Regions from separate parts of the Sus scrofa genome. Here region 1 is linked to region 2. The links are chromatin contacts, called in public promoter capture Hi-C maps. All regions are on one chromosome and are shown on one strand. The core of a region is the stretch at or near the end of the contact, and the rest is flanking DNA. Distances in the headings are between cores, read along the strand shown.

Region 1 (6,854 bases), core at 1,910-4,409, 38 kb before region 2:
ACTTGAGGACTTAAAATCAAGATGTAAGAGGTGGAGATGTTACTGCTTATGACAGTATTCTCAACAATGTATGGCTCTTAAGCTTTTTACTTTTTTGTTTTAGCTATTGACATTTTAATTTTATGCTTGTGACTTCTATGCTGTAAGAGTAGAATAAAAGAGAGATGGTTTGAATTTCCCATAGTGTCGCCGTGGGTTAAGAACCCAACTGCAGTGGTGTGGGTTTGATCCCTGGTGTGGTGAAGTGGGCCAAACGATCTGGCATGGGCTGCGGCTGCAGCTCGTATTCAATCCCTGGCCCAGGAAATTCCATATGCAGTGAATGTGGCTGTAAAAAGAAAAAAGAAAAAAAAAAAGACTCACAGTTTGCATTCATTTTGCTTTTGTTTTTTTTGGCCATCCCACGGCGTACAGAGTTCCTGGGCCAGGGATCAGATCCCAGCCACACTCGCAACATACACTGCAGCTGTGGCAGTGCTGGATCCTTACCCCACTGTGCCGGGCTGGGGATTGAATCTGCGTCCCAGTGCCCCAGAGATCTGTCAATCCCGTTGTGCCACAGCAGGGACTCTGGTTTGCATTTACTTATTTTCTAATCTATGAGAGAATTGTCGGTGTCCTCTGGCCTTTTAGGATGGTGGGTGGTCAGGCTCGCTGAGACTGCGTTGTTATTGCAATTATACCACATAGGTCCAGTCGAGTTTGTGTCTTGTACTGGCTGCACCATTCGTGCACCATAGACCATCAGAAGTCAAGAGTGTTTGATGGGTCACTTATGTGGATGTCTAAGTTAACCAGTTTGGTGACAAGACTCAGGATCAAAAGGAAATCTGGGAAGTTTGGGTCAAAACCCTCTGTGAATTCTAGAATGAGATCCAGAGATTTTGGGGGAAAGTCAAAGAGGTTATTACATCCAGACTCCTTGAACCTCATAAATAAGGAATGTTCTTAATTCTTCAAAAATTGAAAAGACGGAGTTCCCATCGTGGCGCAGTGGTTAACGAATCCGACTAGGAACCATGAGGTCGCGGGTTCGGTCCCTGCCCTTGCTCAGTGGGTTAACGATCTGGCGTTGCCGTGAGCTGTGGTGTAGGTTGCAGACGCGGCTCGGATCCCGCATTGCTGTGGCTCTGGCGTAGGCCAGTGGCTACAGCTCCGATTCAACCCCTAGCCTGGGAACCTCCATATGCCGCGGAAGCGGCCCAAGAGATAGCAACAACAACAACAACAAACAACAACAAAAGACAAAAGACAAAAAGACCAAAAAAAAAAAAAAAAATTGAAAAGACAACATGATGACAAGGATTTAATGCCCCAGACCCGGTAGGGCCTGTAAGCCCTGACTCATTCATGTATTTATTCATACATATATTTGCTTAGCCCCTACCATGTGCCAGGCACTGTGCTTGGAGCTTGGAGGTTCAAAGAGATATAAATCAGTGTCTCTGCTTTCCTGTAACTCTCAGCCACTGCGGAGGGAAACATGCCCTTATAAATGCCATTCTTAGAAAAAACACTGTAATTGGAGATAAAATATAAACTGTAGTCGGGCCACAAATGAGGGCACCATCTGTCTCTGAGCATAGGCCTTCTCTCTGGGCCGGAATCATTGCCACCCAAAGAATGATGTCACCTTTCCCAACTTTCATGAGCTCCTTCTGCCCTGTGGCTTCCAGGCATCAGTCACTCAAGTGCCTAATCCTTTCCTCAGAGATAATTTTCCACAAAAATAACTTAGACAAAGAAATGCTGGGGAGTTCCTGTTGTGGCGCAGGGGAAACGAATCTGACTAGGAACCATGAGGTTGAAAGTTCGATCCCTGGCCTCGCTCAGTGGGTTAAGGATCCCGTCTTGTGGTGAGCTGAGGTGTAGGTGGCAGGCACGGCTCGGATCTGGTGTTGCTGTGGCTCTGGTGTAGGCTGGCAGCTGCAGCTCTGATTCGACCCCTAGCCTGGGAACTCCTCCATGTGCCTCAGGTGCAGGCCTAAAAAGACAAAAAAAAAAAAAAAAAAAAAAAAAAAAGAAAGAAAGAAAGAAAAGAAATGTTATGGCACGTAATTTCCATCAAGGGGGAAAAGGGTCATTTCATTGCAGCCTCGTTGAAATGCCAGCCTCCTTCTTTAGCCAAGTCTTCTCCACAAAGTCTCCCTAAGCTGTCCTTCCAACCTGTCTGTAATACCCATGCCACAACTCCGATCTGTCCTTCCCCAACTGCCAACACCAGCCAACCCTCACCTCATGTGATTCCTTGAGCTGATTTCAGCCATTTCTCTTCCCACACAGCTCCACAAAGGCCAGAAAATGTTGGTACCCTAAAGAGTCAATTACATAGCTGGCACTCAAGAAACAGTGTTTCCAATTAATGGACAGAGCTTCAGGGTTATCACTTCACGCAATATCCATCAACACCTCCCTCCAGCCTGTGCAATCTGTACTGTGTACTGCAAGTTCAGTTTTAGCCCAATCAGCATCCTCTATACAGTCACATCTGGGTCCAGCCTGGATCAGCCTCCCTTGGGCTCCGGCTTCTGCTCAACGCTGCTCAGCAGTTGGGCAACACTTCCTCCAGCTCTGATCAGGACCCGTCGGGGAAACAGTTCCTCCAGCCCGAGTCAGCAAGTTTTAGGGAGAAATCTCCGTGGGCCCAATCAGCACCCTTTGTGGGACAGCTCCGACCAGTCCTGATCAGCACCCCGATGTGGACAGCTCCTCCAGCCCAGCTTCCGTAGGAATCCCGCAGCCCTCGGCTGGAGACCTCAACGCTTCTGATTACCCGGGACGCCAGTGCTGCTCCTGGGGCCGTAGCCACCCCTCCACGAGCCCCTGTCTCCTTGTCCCACCTCCCCAGACCAGTTAACCAGAGGTCTGCGGGCCGACGTCTCCATCGCAGTTTCCTCGTTTAAGCTCTTAGCGCACGAACGGATCCCTCATCCCCACCAATCCGCTTCTCACCTTCCCCCGCCCCGAGGAGACCAAACCGCACACCCGATCCTTCCCCAACCGAGTCTCTCAGTCAAACCATCTCGTCTCCACCAACCAGCTTCCCCGCCGGCCCCTTCGCCCTCCCCCGGGTCCGCCCTCCTCCCCTCCCCCCGGATCCTCCCTCCTCCCCCCGCCCCCCCCGCCGGCTCGCGCTGCCGCGGTGTCCCGGTGGCGAGGTGTGCCGGCAGCGGGGTGTCGCAGGGCGTGTCACGAGGTGACTCGGGGCGGGCCGAGGGCGGGCGGGAGGGCGCGACGAAGGGCGTGCGGGGCTGTGGCTCCAGGCACCCCTCCCCCGCCGCGGTCGGCAGGCCTTTCCCGGGAGAAGATGGCGGATCGGGCGGAGATGTTTTCTCTTTCCACCTTTCACTCGCTGTCGCCGCCAGGCTGCAGGTACGCACTTGGGCGCCCCGGGCCTCGGCAGGTCCCTCCCTTCCTACAGCCCTTTCTCCGACCCAGTCTCCAGACTCCTCCGACCCGACCCTGCCACCCCACCCCCATCGCCTTTGGGGACCCAAGCCCCGGACCCCTCGTTGGTCCTGAGGCTCGTGACTCCTGCTCCCCATCCCCCACCCACGGGTTCTGGCTCTCCCCCTGTGTGTCCTCCCCTTAGCCCCTCCTCCAGCCCCAATGACCCTCCCACCCCCAATTCCTGTGGGGTTCCAGGGCCGCACCCAGCCCGAGCCGCCGACCCCTTAAGGGTGGAGGTGGTGGCTGAGCCTCCGAGAGGCCGCAGGATGCTGGGTACACCCTCTGTGCTTGGCAGTGTCCTTTTGGCCTTGCTGGGCCTCTTCGGTGGAAGCCTGGCCAGGTCTGCAGGGCTCAGGGAGGAAGAGAGTTGAAATCAAGCCTGGAGCCTGGGGGAAGGGGCTAGGGTGGGAAGAGGGGCTAGCCTGGACCTCTGGGTGTAGGCCTGCCTTGAGAAGGATTGAGGGACAAAGTGGCCAGACTGTGCGCCTAGAACAGGCTCGACCCCCTCCCCCTCCTGCTGCTGCAGCTTCAGCTCCCCCTCCCCCTCCTCTGCTCAGCCTGACTCCCCTGAGGCTGAGGCTGCGACCCAGAGGGGCCTGAGCGGAGTGCAGAGGGAGGAGAGGCTGCTGGCTCTGTGAGGGAGGAGGGCTGGAGGGCTGGTGGCTCCTCTGAGCTGGTCATGGCTCAGATTGTGGGGGAAATCCATTGCAGAGCAGAGCCTGAGGTTCATGGCAGGATGTGGGTCTGGGAGTTGGGGGCTCTGGAGACTATGGAGCCTAGGAGCTGGGAGGGTCTCCCTTGGCCCCTGCTTAGGACCGGCTCCCAGACAAGGGTCCAGGGCGGGTGGCTCTCTCAGGAGCCCTGTGCTTGCTCTCTCACCCCGGTCCCCTCTCCAGGCCTCCTCAGGACATAAGCCTGGAAGAATTTGACGATGAGGATCTGTCCGAGATCACCGATGACTGTGGTCTGGGCCTCAGCTATGACTCGGACCACTGCGAGAAGGTGGGCCAGGGGCTGGGGGCAGACTCAAGGCAGAGTCTTGCTTCAGCTCTGCTTAGCGTTCCCCTGGGGTTTGAGGGTGGGTCCAAGCTCAGCCTTGAAACAAGGGGTCCTCTGACCTCCCGCTCCCCGCTGGCCTCTCGACCAGGGTCTTCCTTGATCTCAAACCTCTCTTTTCCTAACAGACCGTAGGCCCTCCACTCGGGACCTTCCCCGGCAGTCTTCACCTGGCCCGCACCACTGGGCTAGGTTGGGAGAGGGGAGATGTGCCTCCCCTGTGCGGCCCTCTGTCTCTCAGAGCACGTCCCAGAAAGATCTGTCCCCTTCCAGCTGCTGTCTCACTTCATCTCCTCCTCAGCCCTTTCCCCACCTCTCAAGCCACCTTCTATCTGCCTCATGCCAACATCCCTGAATCTTTTTTCTCTCCATCTTTTGCTTCTCTTCCTCCTCCCTATCTCTCCACATCCCCCTCCCCCGTCGCCCCCCCCCTCGCAATTGTGGCATATGGAAGTTCCCAGGCCAGGGATCGAACCTGTGCCACAGCAGTGACCCAAACTGCTGCAGTGACAACACCGGATCCCTAACCCACTACATCACAAGAGCGCTCCTATCTCTCCATGGTGTTTATTTCATTCAAGAACATTTCTGAGAATCTCCTGTGTGGCAAGTGATAGGGGCTTCCAGGTGCCTGGGAGGAGAGCAGGACAGGTGTGGCTCTTGCCTTTAGGAGCTTGTAACCTGGTGAAGGAGAAAGACATGCGAGAGGCAATAGCCACCTGAATCTCCACTACTGGATTCCAACGGGAGGGGTGTCATGGGGTGCAATGAGGGGAACCCACTCGAGACTGAGGCCACGGGAGAGATTTTCTGGTGGAAAGGGTGCACAGCCATGCCCTTAGGGAAGACTAGCAGGAGCTGGTAGATGAGGGAGATAGGAGGGGATGAGGAGAGGTATTGCTGGAAGGGATTAGTGGGTCAAAGCCCCCGAGATTGGTGCAAACTTGGTGAACCCTGGGTGCTGGCTGTCTTGGCTTCATGCATTCACTTGATATTTACGGAGCTTCCACTGTGGGCCAGGCCCTGTTTTCGGTGGGGGGCAGGGTCCATCAGTGTACAATGGCCCTGATGGGGCCTGTTCTGGTGGGGTTGCAGCTTGCTGGGGAACACAGTCTCCAAACCCTACAGGGAATGAGTTGTGTTAAAATGCTATGGAGGAAAAAGTGCTGGTGTGACAATTTAGGGGCGAAATGAGGCTGGCATGTGGGTTGGGGCCACTCTGAGAATCCCTGTCACCCAGGCTTAAGAGTTTGGACTCTTACTTACCAAGAACTGGAGTGATCCTTATGTGTCGCAAGCAGAGTTTTTACAAAGCTGTGCTCTTGGAGCTCAGAATGAACTGGAGGGAGGCTTCCCTCCCTTGACTGACAGCTTCCTGCCTCCCCCTGTCCTGGGACCTGGGACCTGGGACCTGGGTCACTGTCCCCCTCTGGCCTAGCTCTGCCCTGTCCTTCTTTCCTCCAGGACAGCCTTTCCCTGGGGCGTTCGGAGCAGCCGCACCCCATCTGCTCCTTCCAGGATGACTTTCAGGAGTTTGAGATGATTGATGACAATGAAGAGGAGGAGGAAGAGGAGGAGGAGGAGGAGGAAGAGGAGGAAGGAGAAGGGGAGGGCATGGAGGGAGGAGGGCCCGGCTCAGAGACCGCTGCTCTGGAGCCCCTGATCCCCTCTCCCTCCCTGGAGGAGCCCCACAAGCACCGGCCCACCACGCTCCACCTGACAACCCTGGGAGCCCAGGTGAGCACCCAGACTCAGCTAAATCCCAATTGCCAGCATCTGGGACTCTGGTCCCCAGGGCAGCCTGTGCCACCACCCCCGAGAGCTGGGGCCTCTCCTCAGCGCTGCTCTCTCTCCCCCCCCTCCAGGACTCCCTGAACAACAACGGAGGGTTCGCCCCAGCGCCTCCAGACTCCTGGCAGGAGACAGTGCTGTGCCCACCCCCCCAGGAGCCCCTCAGAGGTGAGCCAGGCAGCAGGTGGGAGGGGCCCGGGAGGTGCGGGAGGAGGAAGCGGGGTGGGCTGGCTGATGCCTCCCATGGCTCCGCAGACCCGCCCGTCCCCATCCCGCCCACGGACATGAGCCCCTGTGGGGCACAGCCTCCTGTGCGCCCAGATTGCGACCTGGAAGGAAACCGGCCCGCGGGCTCCCCGGCCCAAGGCGGGGCCTCGCCCTCCTCGGATCCAGGCATTGAGGCCGACCTGGGGAGCGGCTCCAGCACAGGCCGTGGGGGCCGGCGAAGCAGCCAGGAGCTGTCCTCGCCCGGCTCCGACTCCGAGGACGTGGCGGGCGCGCGCCTGGGCCGCATGATCTCGTCCATCTCCGAGACGGAGCTGGAGCGGAGTAGCGAC
Region 2 (7,741 bases), core at 4,438-6,937:
AATCCGACTAGGAAACATGAGGTTGAGAGTTCGATCCCTGGCCTCTAAGGATCTGGCGTTGCTGTTGCCATGAACTGTGGTGTAGGTCGAAGATGCGACTCGGATCCTGCGTTTCCGTGGCTCTGGCGTAGGCTGGCAGCTACAGCTCAGATTGGACCCCTAGCCTGGGAACCTCCATATGCCGCCGCAGGAACGGCCCAAGAAATGGCAAAAAGACAAAAAAAAAAAAAAAAAAAAATAGAATGAAAAAAAAAATAGAATGCAAAAGTTAGCAAAAATATTCACAGCGGTTTTATTCATAATTGTCCCCAACTAGAAACAACCAAACATGCATATCAACAGAAGAATTGATAAGCAAAACATCATAGTTTCATGAAATGGAACACTACTCAGAACCAAAAGAATGGACCAAGTGGGCATCCATCCTTTCAGGACGATGGGCAGAGTAGTAAGGGTGCAAGGGGACTCTGGCAGTCCAGGGGGTCCGAGGAGCTCCTGCTATTGACACAGCTCAGAAGGAGGGGCTAGGAATTACCTGAACAAAATAAAACAAAAAACTAAGCTCCTCCCTGCAGTGATAGTCCCACTTCTTCTTTGGCTCGGGGGTCTCTCCAGTCCCCCCACCCCCCACCCCATGCTTAGGGAGCAGCTCTGCGCCCTGCAGTTGAAGTCAGCTGACCCCACCCCACTCCCGCAGGGCCCCACTGTGCCCAGCTGGCCCCCTTCCCCAGAAGTCTTCATGAGACTCAGGCTGTGTGGCCAACTCTTCAGTTTTTGTTGGCTTTTCCATTTTCTGATCCAATCTGCATCATGTCTTCGGAGATTCCACTCACATGTGTGAGTGTGTCTTGTCTTCTAACACAAGGATGGGTTTTTTATTAGTAGCAGTATTATTATTTTGGTTTTTAGGGCTGCAAGTGTGGTATATGGAAGTTCCCAGGCTGCAGGTCCAATCAGAGCTACAGCTGACGGCCGGCGCCATATCCACAGCAATGCTGGATCCGAACCTTGTCTTCGACCTATGCTGTAGCTCATGGCAACGCCGGATCATTAACGCACTGAGAGAGGCAAGGGATTGAACCTGCATCCTCATGGATACTAGCTGGGTTTGTTTCTACTGAGCCACAACAGGAACGACTGGATTTGTTATTTTAAAATACACATTGTTCTTTTTAACACTACAGTATTATACTCAGGATGGCGTTCCTGTCATGGCTCAGTGGAAGCAAATCTGATTAGGAACCATGAGGTTGTGGGTTTGATCCCTGGCCTCAATCAGTGGGTTAAGGATGTGGCATCGCCATGAGCTGTGGTGTAGTTGCAGTCGTGGCTCTGATCCGGCATTGCTGTGGCTGTGGTATAGGCCAGCAGCTGTAGCTCCGATCCGACCCCTAGCCTGGGAACTTCCATATGTCATGGGTGTGGCCCTAAAAAGCAAAAAAAAAAAAAAAAAAAAAAGAAAAGAAATAAGATATTTTAAAGAAAAAGACTGAAAGAATTTGTCACTACTCTCAGAAAAGAAAATTCAAGACAGAAGGAAAGTGAATGAACAGCTGGGTTGACACGTGACTCCACGAGGAGCCTCAACAAGAGACCTGCAGCTTAAGCATCTTGAATTCTTACTAGTGCAGGGAAGGAAGGCAGCGCTGTTAATTAGCTTTGGACTTTGTTACTCATGCATGTTGAAAATGTAAGCATATGTATGAAAATGATAGAGAATGTTTAACTTCCAAAGTAAAGGGGATTGAGGGAAAGAGGAATGAAGATGTGATCAAACAGAGGCCCAAAGGGAAAAAAAAGCACCAGAGAAAAACCAAACCAATCAGCAACACAGATGAGGTGGTAAAAATCAATGAAAACATATCAATAATCACAATGAAACACCATTAAAGGTTAAGGACTGTAAGATTGGTTTTTATAAACATCTGGCGACACACACTGCTTACCAGAAGCATATCTAAGAATATAAGGCATAGAAAGGACAAAAGAAAAAGGAGGGAAAAGATAGCTGAGGTCAATACTCACAAAAAAACTGCTGTGGCTATGTTAATCACTGAAAAAATAAAATTGAGGCAAAAAGCACCATTAGGGATGACGAAGGGCACAATGTAATGATAAAAAGGAATAATTTACCAGGAATCCTAAACCTGTTAGCATTAAAAATAAAGTCTGAAAAGACATATAAATCCTAAGTTGGCAAAATTTCATGGAGAGACTGCTAATGCGGGATTTCATCCCACTTCTCTTAGTAACTTTCATTTTTTTTATTTTTTATTTTTGTCTTTTTAGGGCTGCACCCACGGCATATGGAGGCTCCCAGGCTAGGGGTCCAATCAGAGCCGTAGCCACCGGCCTACACTGCAGCCACAGCAATGCCAGATCTGAGCTGTGTCTGCGACCTACACCACAGCTCTCAGCAACGCTGGATCCTTAACCCACTGAGCGAGGCCAGGGATGGAACCCGCAACCTTATGGTTCCTAGTCAGATTCGTTAACCACTGCGCCATGACAGGAACTCCCACCTTAGTCACTTTTAAATCGAGCAAATGGAACGTTAGAAAGGGCATAGAAGATTTGAATAATACAATTCACAAGTTTGATATAATGGAGATAATTCATGTTACGAATAATATACGTGAATAATCTATACAACATCCAACAATTCCTGTTGAATTGGCTACAAAGAAAGTTCTCACAAAATCTCAAAAATCAAAATCATGCTGCTCGCCTTCTCTGACTATAATGCAATAAAATAAGAAATCGGTAGCTAAGGGTTAGTCCTCTCTCCAAAAAAGCTAGTATCCCTTTGAAAATTTATTTACTTATTTATTTTGGTCTTTTTTTTTTTTTTTTTTTTTTTTTTGTCTTTTTAGGGCTGTACCCGCAGCATATGGAGGTTCCCAGGCTAGGGGCCTAATTGGAGTTACAGCTGCCAGCCTACACCACAGCCACAGCAATGTAAGATCAGAGCCATGTCTGCGACCTACACCACAGCCCACAGCAACGCCGGATCCTTAACCCACTGAGCAAGGCCAGGGATCGAACCCGAAACCTCATGGTTCCTAGTCGGATTCATCAACCACTGAGCAATGACGGGAACTCCTGAAAATTTAAATAAGCATACTTTTGGAATTCCTGTTGTAGCTCAGCTGCTTAAGAATCTGACCAGTATCCATGAGGATACGGGTTCAATCCCTGGCCTTGTTCAGTGGGTTAAGGATCCTGCACTGCCGCAAGCTGTGGCTTAGGTCACAGACGTGGCTCAGATCTGGCATGGCTGTGGCTGTGGCATAGGGCGACAGCTGCAGCTCTGATCCGACTCCTAGCCTGGGAACCTCTATATGCCACAGGTGCAACCCTAAAAACCAAAAAAAAAAAAAAAAAAGTATACTTTTCAGCAGTTCCTGAAGCAAACAATATAACTGATATTAGAAAATCAACAAGATGAAATTAAAAATAGTACTTATTAGGACTTAATAAGCACAACTAAAGTGGCACTTGGAAATGTGCAACCTTAAATGCTCATTATCAAAAAAGAGAAAGACTAAAAATTGAGTTAAGCACCTAGCTAATGAAATTTGAAAAAGAATCTTAACAATAATTGGAACAGTAAAAGAAATAAACAGAAGAAAACAAAAACAGAAATAGAGATGATTAACCAAATGAAAAATGGATTCTTTAGAAACAGATTTGTATTACGAGAAATATAGAACTTAACAGTTCGGACTCGGGATGAATAAAATCTAAATATGTGATTGACGTTAAATAGCTAGAAGCAATTAAAAACTATCCACAAAGAACACTGTAAACCAACTATAATGGAAAAAATAAAAATCATTTTAAAAAAGGAAAAAAAAACTACCCACAAAATTTACACCAGGTCCAGACAGCCACCTGGACATCCAGCACTCTGCCCCGTGCGCTGCTCTGGAGTTTGCAGAGGGCCTGGTCTGAGGAGGGACACTGGGGCGTGACTACCTTGCAGAGGAAGGGCAGCAAATGCCTGCTGAGCATCCACTACCAGGCACCACCACACTAGGGCACGTCTGTGAACCAGACACGCGAAGCTCTCTCTTCACAGGAGCCTTCATTCTGGCGGGGGCGGGGTGTGGGGGGAGCCTAAACAATAAGCCACAGTAAGTGAATTACAGGCTGTGTAGACAATAGGGTGCTGTGGAAGAAAGATCGGAGTGGGGAGGGGAGCATGGGGAAGGTGGGTCCACTTGGGGAAGAGCATTTACTGGGAAAGAAAACCAGGGGCAGCCAGGGGAGGGCCTGACAGCAGGACACCCACTCTGTCCCCATGGAACCCAAGGGGGTGAGAGTTCAGGGAGAGTGCAGTTGGACATGGGAGAAAGCAAGCCTGTGGGGTTTTCAGCAAGAGAGGGACTGTGGGGCCAGGCCACGTAGGCTAAAGTATGAGAGGGAGAGAAGGGTTGGGATCTGGGTGAGGAGTGGGCCCCAGGAGAGGCAAAGCTGGCGTGGGAGGGGGACACAGACATCCTCACCAGAAAGAGCCAGAAGAAGGGCCAGGATGCGTGGGCAGGGCGCCCATGCTCTTGGTGCCGCAGACCTCGAGGGTTTGGGCACCAGGGATGTCAGATGGCCTTTTTTGTAGCTGATGGGCCTGGGGGCAGCCGCGGGGTCCATCCACAGTCAGGTTTGACCCTGTGCCAGGCATGGTTCTGGATGCTTTGCCCACATGAGCTCCCACAGACATCATGGGTCTGAAGGTCTGCAGTGGGGAGAACCGGGGATGAGAGAACTGTGGGTCTTTCTGGAATCTTAGCCCTGATGGAAGCAGTGGGGACACAGAAAGGCCGTGGGGTTCGGAGGAGCCTCACCTTCAAGGACAGAGACAGGGGAGCAGAGCGGCGGGGCTAGGCTGGGAGGTGGTGAGGAGCAGGGGGTCTTTTAATCTCACCAAAAGTATGTCCCTGGGCTTCTCCACGGTAAACCCATGTTGCAGGGACAGGGGGCCCTCGTGCGGGTAAGATGCTTCTGGGTATTGGAATTTTTGCCCTTTGCCAGGGTGGTGGTGGGTTCAAGGGAGTGGTGCACGCTTGGAATGTGTTCGTGATGAACCCATGCTTTGTGCCAGGCACTCTGTGGAACCAGCACGGGCAGTGCAGGCTCAGCTGAGCCGGAGACCAGGGGTGTGTTGGTTGCTGATCAGCAAAGATGTGAATTCCCGAAAGCTTGGCAATCACAGTGCTGGACTCACCAAAGACAGGGGGGTGGTGGGAGGCCTGGGAAGGCTGAAGGGGCCCTCCTGAGGTCCAGGGTGGGTGGACAGGTGGGCACCTGGCCATCCAGGCCAAAGGCAGGTTTGCAGGGAGAACTCGGGGGCCTGGGGCTGCTCTGAGTCTGATGTGGTGAGAAGTGCAGCCTCCTTTTTCGGTCCTTTTGCTAATGGAGGACTCTGTTGAGCTGGTCCACGGCCTTGCAGCCGCCAGTGGGAGGGATGAGGCAGGGCAGGGAGGGGAAGCCCTGGGTGACTCAGGGAGGGGAGAACAGGGGCAGGAAGATGGTGGAGACAGGATGGGGGCCGGGAAGCACTGGTTTCCTCTCTCCAGGGCTGGGCCACATGCTTCCCAAGGTGTTTCCTGCAGATAAGTGGGCTTCCGATGGCCCCTTCCTGCTCCCCCCCTTCCCCTACCCCTCCCATCCTGCTCCAGCCCCTGGGGACCCTCAGCTCCCCCACTCAGGCCACACCAGTGGCCTTAGGAAGAGCCTGGACATCCTGGGGCCACACTTCTAGGCAGGGAGGGTCCGCTCAGGCTTGGGGAGAAAGCGGGACCAGATCACAGACAGCGCTGGAGATTCGGCTCTGCAGGGTCAGTGGAATCCTGGGAGGCAGAGATGCTTCCTGAAGGGGTGGTGGATGTGGAGGAGAGAGCCTGGGTTCCCTCAGGGGTCTGGGCTGGTCCTACCCCTCTCCTCCTCCTTGCTCTGGGGTGATCAGAGGCTGTTCTGGGGGCAGAGGGGTGGGCATTGGGGGTTTGTGGTAGTCAAGGCGGTTCTGCGGGGTGGGGGCTGTTCTTGGAGAGGTGTCAGGCACTGTTCCATGCGGGTCAGGGTGCTTCCTTCCTTACCGGGAGGAGTAGGGTGGTTTTCAGTGTGTGTGTGTGTGGGGAGGGGGGGCTCATTCAAGTTTATTTCTGGGAGGCTCAGGGGATCCAGGGCTGCTCTTGGAGGAGGTAGGTGCGGCTGGGCTGTTTTCTACCAGGGTCCAGGGGTCCGCAGGCTGGGTTGTTCTGTGAAGGTTACTGTGTGTCATGTGAGAGGGTGAGCGGCTGTGGGGGTCAGGGCCTGTTCTTTGGCGAGGAGTCAGGCATACTGGGGGAGTTCTGTGGGAGTCAGAAGCTATTTCTCGGAAAATCAGGGATATTTCAACGTTTAGGGACTGTTCTTTGCTTTCAGGCACCTTGGGGGCACAGGGTTTCCCAGCTCTGGGGGTAGTTCTGTGAGGCTGATGTGCTTTAGGGTGGCGGCGGGGGGTGGGGTGGGGGGGAGAGGATGGCATGCTCCAATGGGGCGGTGGTGCCAGAGCTAGTTTCTTTACTGCGCGCTCCCCTCTTTTCCGCCCACTCATCACCCCCTCCCGCGTTGCCACGACAACGCGTAAAACTAAAATTCACTTCCCCGTCACAGGTGGAGACTAGTAGCGCCCCCTCCCCTAAGCCCTTCCTTGTAGGTTGCGCCCCCATCCTGTCGTCGCTAAGGTGACTGGAGGGGGGTGACAGGCTTTGGATCTAGGCAGACCCGGGACCTGAGGAGGGGGGAGGAGGAGAGGCCAGCCTCAGAGTCCGGAGCGAACTCCCCAAACTCGGTTACGGTGGGGGAGCCGCGCTGAATACTGTTCGGCCATTGTCCTAAGGGTTAAGTCGGAGGGTTAATTGGTTCTGGCTGTGGGAGACCTCCTGGCCCCTCCCAGGCTCCGAGCTCCCCAACTTCCTGGCCCCAGGACTGGGGCAGGGTTGGTCCCTGTCATCTCTCTGGGGCCTTGAGTCGGGTGGGGAGGGGATGTCGGTAGAGTGGGGAGAAGCTGCCACCCCCGGAAATTAATTCTCCTGTTTTTCTCTCCCCTTCCTGCTCTACCTCTGGTCCCTGTGCCCAACGCGGCCCCCACCCCAGCTCCAGGACCCCTCCTCGCCGCATCTTCCCGAGTGGTCCACGGATGCTCTTCCGCAGCCGAAGGGCGGCGCGGCCCTTGCTGCTCGGCCACTCCCCCCACACTGAGGCCTAGGACTCCCCACACCCCCAGCGCAGCCCCTAGGGCCCCCGCCCTGCTGCGCGGCCCTAGCCCCTCGCACGAACCCCACTCCTCAACCCGCGACCCCGCACAGTCCCCCTCACCCTCGGCTGGCCCTGAGCCCTCCCGGCCCTCGCCTCCGGCGCAGCCCCCTTGCCACCCCCGCTTCCCTCCCGGCTCAGGCCCCCTCCCCCCGCCGCCCCCGCCCCCGGGGAAGGCAGGCGCCGAGCGGAGCCGGGGCCGATGCAGCTGAGCCGCGCCGCCACCGCCGCCGCTGTCGCCCCTGCGGAGCCCTCGGCGCCGCTGTCCCCCGCGCCGGCCCCGGCCCCGGCCCCCCCCGGCCCCCTCCCGCACAGCGCGGCCGACGGGGCTCCGGCGGGGGGTCAGGGGGGGCCGGGTCGCCGCGAGGAGCCCCAGTGCGCCCAGCTCGCGGCCGCGAGCGGCCCCAGCCCGGGCGCGGGGATGGATGGCCCCGGGGCCAGCGCC

The links. Promoter capture Hi-C pulls out the DNA fragments that hold promoters and counts their contacts.
Region 1: a contact with region 2 is called in a promoter capture Hi-C map of fetal skeletal muscle, with 4 times the contacts expected there. The contact joins the promoter of MAPK8IP2 here to the promoter of SHANK3 in region 2. A contact is called at or near these places in 1 of 5 promoter capture datasets (fetal skeletal muscle) and 2 of 47 Hi-C or Micro-C datasets (epiblast stem cells and skeletal muscle).

Annotation. Positions count from the first base shown.
Region 1 is chr5:127,365-134,218 of Sscrofa11.1, reverse strand. MAPK8IP2 (C-Jun-amino-terminal kinase-interacting protein 2) reads left to right here and starts at 3,159. Exons shown (of 13, transcript XM_021091276.1): 1 at 3,159-3,372; 2 at 4,347-4,452; 3 at 5,971-6,243; 4 at 6,372-6,465; 5 at 6,553-6,854. The coding sequence starts at 3,308. It overlaps LOC102161600 (a long non-coding RNA gene), which reads left to right. Exons shown (of 3, transcript XR_002343833.1): 3 at 2,284-3,046.
Region 2 is chr5:90,979-98,719 of Sscrofa11.1, reverse strand. SHANK3 (SH3 and multiple ankyrin repeat domains protein 3) reads left to right here and starts at 5,687. Exons shown (of 23, transcript XM_021091273.1): 1 at 5,687-5,837; 2 at 7,138-7,741. The coding sequence starts at 7,499.